2 separate regions of the Sus scrofa genome follow, and region 2 is linked to region 1. Evidence: chromatin contacts called from public HiChIP or PLAC-seq data. All regions are on one chromosome and are shown on one strand. Each heading gives the region's core, a stretch centred on a gene start, on an enhancer-like site or on the middle of the called end of the contact. The rest is flanking DNA. Distances are from core to core; before and after follow the strand shown. Region 1 has its middle 15 kb from the start of FLVCR2. Region 2 overlaps TMED10 (transmembrane emp24 domain-containing protein 10).

Region 1 (2,700 bases), core at 130-2,629:
GGGGTCGAGCCACAGCCACTGTAGAAGCAATGCCGAGTAGTTATGTTGTGAGCCACACGGGAAGTCCATCTTGCCTTATTCTGAGCCTTTTCTCCAGTCCTCCTTTGGAGTCTGTGAAGCTCACGATCCTCTTCCAATAAATTCACTTCCTCCTTAACTCAGCCAGAGTCAGCTTCTACTAAGAAACCCCAAACTCAGGAATGATGATTGAGATCTGAGTTTCCCAGGAAGGCAGAGGGCACTGGACCCTAATTCTCAGGGGCCAACAGGAGGAGACTATTTGCTGACAGGGTTCTGGGATACCCTGTGATCCAGAAAAAACGGGCATTCAGCCAGCATTGCACCAGGCTCCCGTGGGCCTGACCTGAATATCACTGCCTCTGGCAAGAACCCCAGGGCCTAACTTGAAAACCAGTGTGGGGATGGGACTTTGCACCTCAGCCTCCCGGGCTGCACCCTCCGCCCCGCTTCATTCATTCTGTGTGGCGCCCAGCCAACCTGCTCAGGGGCAGGGTTCCAAATTCAGGGCAGACACTGGCCAATCAGAACCGATGTTGGAGCTGGAGCAGAGTGGAAGCCTGACGCAGCACTAGGATGGCGGTTGTTGACCAATGAGAATATCAATATTTGAATATGTTAATAGCTGGTTCAACTGCACTGGGCATCAGCTCAGGGCGCGCAGGCCTGGGAGCACCTATGAGGGAAGACTCTCTCCAGTGAGTATAATTCTGCTCTCCCCTCCCTTTGCTCACCCCACCCCCAGCCTGTCCCTGCCCAGCCCAGGGCTTTTGCATTTGCACAGAGCAGGTGGTTAACATACATTTGTTAAACAAACAGAAGAAAGCAAAAAACAACAAAAAAACCAAACAGAGTAGAAGAAACAAAATGAAGAGAAAGAAAAGGAGTAGAAGGAGGGAAGGAAGGGGAAAAGTTGGGTCTGTTCTTAGGAAATCACAGTGTGGACCCTCCCCCCTGCCTTCCCACACCCCCAGCCCAAGATGTTTATCTGCGTGTTCATTTGAACTAAGCATCAAGGGCACTCTTCAAAGAGGGAAAAAACGCACAAAATAAAAGGGGTGTTCAAAAGAGTAAGGGGACTATGCTGTTTAATCTTCCTCTGGGGACTGCCATTTACCAGATATTTACCTCCTGAACTGTTGACTATGGTTGTAGGAACTATTTTTATCTTCATTTTACAGATAAAGAGAGATTCAAAAGGTTAAACGGTTTGCCCAAGGTTACACGGCTAAGTGCAGCTGTGGGACTCAGACTTGCTCTTTTAGCCTCAGAAGCTGGAGCTGTTATAAACCAAGCTTGAGTGTACTTGGGGGAATTTTCTCAAGTCCCAGGTTACAGCCAGGACTGTGGGGACAGCAGCCCTGAGTTGGTGCTGCCTCCTAGTGGCAATCCAGAGAACTGCAGTGACAAAGCCCCCTCCTTCCTTCCCCTTCCTGGCTCCACCCTCCCCTCCCAGCTAAATACGCAGAGTTTGTGTTGTACCCCCAGCAGCCAACCAATGTGTGTTTTCTGGGATACAGAGAACTGACTTCTAGATACAAACCAGTGCCTCATCAGGCTGCAGAATAGCTCTGCGGAAGCATTCGTTGAATAATTGAATGGCTGGGACCTGGTTCCTTAGACAACCTTTGAAGACACTGTAGATTGAAGATCTGGGTTGAAATCACATCCCGGTCTTAGGGCCACAACTTCTGCCTCAGTGTCAGTGCCATACAAGGATCTTCCAGGTCCTTGGAATCATGTTCATGCAGGCTGTCTTGCACTATCTAATTTCATTTGACACCCAAAGGGATCAACATGGTGCACCACGTTCACAGAACAGGGACTTGAACTGAGATCCTCAGACTCTGTGCGGTGCTGTGCTTCCTGCTCCACCACCCTGCCCCGCTTTCCAGCTATTCGACTCACCCCATGAAACCTTGTTTTTGTCAGCCTAGTCATCCAGATGTGATGACTCAAGAGTTAGTACGGGGCTGACTGCCAGGGGGAGGAGGCCTGTGTCAGCACAGCGGCTTTCCTGACCTTTAAGGCAGCGAGGAGTTACCTCAATCTGAAACATGTGGCTACAGAGAGATTTCAGTCTCAACCATAATAGGATAGCATAGCTGGGCAGATAAGAAGAAGCAATTCCCACAGTTCTTTCTGAGTCTTCTTCCAAACCCCAAATCACCTGAAACATGGAAGCCAGAAGCTATATCTTCCTGTTAGACTAGGTTCTTGGAATCTTGTTGCGAATGGCGGGAAAATTAAGGGTCACCTTCTCGAAGGCAGGATGGTGTCACCAAACATGTGCTTCACTCTGCCCCAAATGAATCCTGTCTCTTCTCTGTTTAGTCCTCAAAGGTTCCCTCCAAAGTGCATCATTTGTGTCACAAAATCCACTTTACACATATGGGCTGTGTAAACTGGTTGCCCATAGTGATGAGATAAACATAAAAGAAGACTTGGTCCCCAATACTATGAATCACGTGAGGGCAGATATTAGGTGGCATAGTCCAAAGCAGACTTTTTTTTTTACCTGTAATATCTGATTACCCATCTAGACCAAGGATTTCTTACATTTGGTAGCCATTGGACTGCTTTGAAGATCTGTTGATAACTATAGACACCCCCTTCCCTTTACAAAATCTGGATTATAGGATTTCAGGGGCTCATAGACTCTGGAAACTATTTGCAGACCCC
Region 2 (2,773 bases), core at 57-2,556, 360 kb before region 1:
CTCAGTCTAGTTTTGTTCAACTGAACCCATGAACTAGGAAAAAGAGGCAAGACCTGGAGAGCTGCAATTATTGCAGTACTACTTCCTGTTGAAGAAGCAGCCAGTGGCTTCCAGTCTTCTTCCATTTTAGGATATTTCCCTTCTAAGTTCTGACCAAAGATAGAACAATTTCTCCCGCTCCATCATTTCTAGAGAATTTGCTTAAATCACTTAAAGCAACTTTCCTTTGTTTATTCAGTTTACCTTCTTCAAAAGCCATTTGTATTTCCTACACCCCATCTTTTCTTCATGCCTTCGGGTACTGTTGTAGAAAGACTCTGATCTGGGTAAAAACATGCTAATCTTTCTATAAAGATCAATCCTCCAATCTTAAATAGTTCTTGTGGTTTTTCAAAGGTGCTCTTCATTTGAAGAGCCTTTTTTGTGCTGCCTCCAGAGTCTCTCATGAAAGGGATAGGAAGGGCTCAGTCCCCCTTCCCCTTATTCTATGCACACTTCCACCTTCCTACCACCCAAATAAAGGTCTGTTTTTGTTCTCTACGATACTTCTGGTTAGCAAAAATCCTAATCTCGGAGTTCCTGCTGTGGCGCAGTGGAAGCAAATCTGACTAGGAACCATGAGGTGGGTTCGATCCCTGGCCTCACTTGGTGGGCTAGGGATCTAGCGTTGCCATGAGCTGTGGTGTAGGTCACAGATGTGGCTCAGATCTGGCGTTGCTGTGGCTGTGGGGTAGGCTGGCAGCTGTATCTCAGATTCAATCCTTAGCATGGGAACGTCCATTCGCCGAGGGTAAAAAAGCAAAACAAAAACAAAGCAAAACAAAACACACCTAATCTCTTGCAGTTTTTCTTCCATCTTGCTCTCTTTCTGAAAAATTTGAAATTGAAATTATTTTAACTAAAAGCTACTTTTGACTACTACATTTCTCAAAGACAGCACAGTTGTTCAAGTCTAAATAGCAATGAATCCATGCCCTAGTTTTATACATAGCTGTCACTCTGGGAATAAAAGCCATAGGGATTAAAACCAAATCACTTCTCTTAACCTTGAACATTAACATATAAATGAATTCCGGCTTTAAAAAATTACAACTATATATCTGGTTTCTGTCTCAAGAGCACTAATAGCATATACTTAAGTGTTTCATCATACCAACATTTCTATGGGACAGTTGGTCCAGTCACTTGGCTGACAGCACAGCCAGAATTATTGTTCAAGGCTGTTAACATAACTTTTTATATCAAGCTGGTTGTCACATGACTGCTGAGAAAACCACAGCCTTCTGGGCAAAGCACAGCCTGCTGGCCTGACTAGGTCACAGAAACCTCACAGACCAGCATGCTGCTGCCTCTACTGGCTGTTACAGCAGGACATACCTCTTCGTAATTTTTTGCCTCCACTCCATGCTTCATGTCTAGGATCACGAGTTGGTCAGGTATCCGCCCTGTTCCTGAGAAAGAAATCAAAGGATTCATTGTGCGGAATATTTAAAATTCCGGGAAATCACCCACCCACCCTCTCTCTCCCTCCCTAACCCCTACCCTCTCAATAGAGGGAAATAGCCTCAACTCCTCCCCCTACTCAGCTGCAGAAAATTCCTGGCTCTGGCTAAAAATCACAAGCATTCCAGACAAAGCCTCTATCTGTGAGGGGGGCCAGAAAGCAACGAGAACACGCTGCTGGCAAACATCTCTGAGGGAGCAGCACACAAGATATGTAGTTGGCACCACAGAGGAATAGAACCAGAGAAGAGAAAACACACTGGCTTATTGGATTAGGAAATAAAACTCCAAAGTCAAAACATCATACAACTGACTGGCATACAAACCCGGAGGTAGTGGGCACCAGCTTAGGCCGAAAAGTACATTTCCACATCTAAAAAGGCTGACCCATGAAATTCTGAGAGAAGGATTACTGCATACACGCTAAGCCTGAATTTACTTAATACAAATACAAGTACTGAAAAGACCACAGCATTTATCTAATATTTTATAGGACTAAAGTATTTTGGTCAATGTAAGGCCATTTCAATAAGTAAACAAAATGTTATAGAACTAGTCCCACAAAACCCTTACAAGAGAAGAGCCCAAGAAGAAACTTGACAAAAAGAGTACAGTTCTTGGAGATACTTCTTAAAAGAGGAATGTTAATTTGGGATAGTAGGATCAACAGAGCAATGTTCATATTAGAAAAGGCAATCTGCCTTTTTTGGGGGGGTGGATCTTTTTAGGGGCACACCCATGGCATATGGAAGTTCCCAGGCTGGGGCTGAATCAGGGCTGCTGCTGGCCTATGCCACAGTCACAGCAACGCCAAATACGAGATGGGTCTGCATCCTACACCACAGCTCACACTAACACCAGATACTTAACCCATTGAGCAAGGCCAGGGATTGAACCTGCATCCTCATGGATACTAGTTGGGTGCGTTACCACTGAGCCACCACAGGAACTCTAGGAAAAAGTAATCTGATTCAGCTTGATCAGAAAGAATTCTAATCTTAAATCATCAAGTGGGAGTAAAGGGACTGGAGTGGTTCAAAAGAGCCCCAGAAAATTGCTCAGTCCCAATTCCCTGGAATTTACCCGATTACTTATAAATTTCAAAACTGCCTGCATGAAATTAGGAGTTTTGGAAACGGTGCCACTTAAGCACTTGGGTTCCTAAGACCATAAGCCAGAGAATGCACTGAACACTGAGAGACACTGGAGATTTTCTGAGATGGACTGAAGCCAAATCAATAACTACTCATTTAGAGCTCACTAGGAACTA

What was found. HiChIP or PLAC-seq counts read pairs in DNA pulled down with a chosen protein or histone mark.
Region 2: an H3K27ac HiChIP or PLAC-seq map of alveolar macrophages shows a contact between it and region 1. The contact joins two enhancer-like sites. A contact is called at or near these places in 6 of 47 Hi-C or Micro-C datasets (embryonic fibroblasts, epiblast stem cells, fetal heart ventricle and 3 more) and 1 of 2 datasets of contacts at active chromatin or transcription factors (alveolar macrophages).

Annotation. Positions count from the first base shown.
Region 1 is chr7:98,702,097-98,704,796 of Sscrofa11.1, forward strand. No RefSeq gene overlaps it. Among named protein-coding and RNA genes, the nearest start is that of FLVCR2, 15 kb to the right of the region's middle. Within about 2 kb of position 1,380, at least 37 of the 83 cell types and tissues checked have an H3K27ac peak or open chromatin away from gene starts, as enhancers often do. A contact at or near this core is called in alveolar macrophages, embryonic fibroblasts and fetal liver, where this site is marked.
Region 2 is chr7:98,340,390-98,343,162 of Sscrofa11.1, forward strand. It overlaps TMED10 (transmembrane emp24 domain-containing protein 10), which reads right to left. Exons shown (of 5, transcript XM_001926711.5): 3 at 1,378-1,451. Among named protein-coding and RNA genes, the nearest start is that of NEK9, 20 kb to the left of the region's middle. Within about 2 kb of position 1,307, at least 46 of the 83 cell types and tissues checked have an H3K27ac peak or open chromatin away from gene starts, as enhancers often do. A contact at or near this core is called in alveolar macrophages, embryonic fibroblasts and fetal liver, where this site is marked.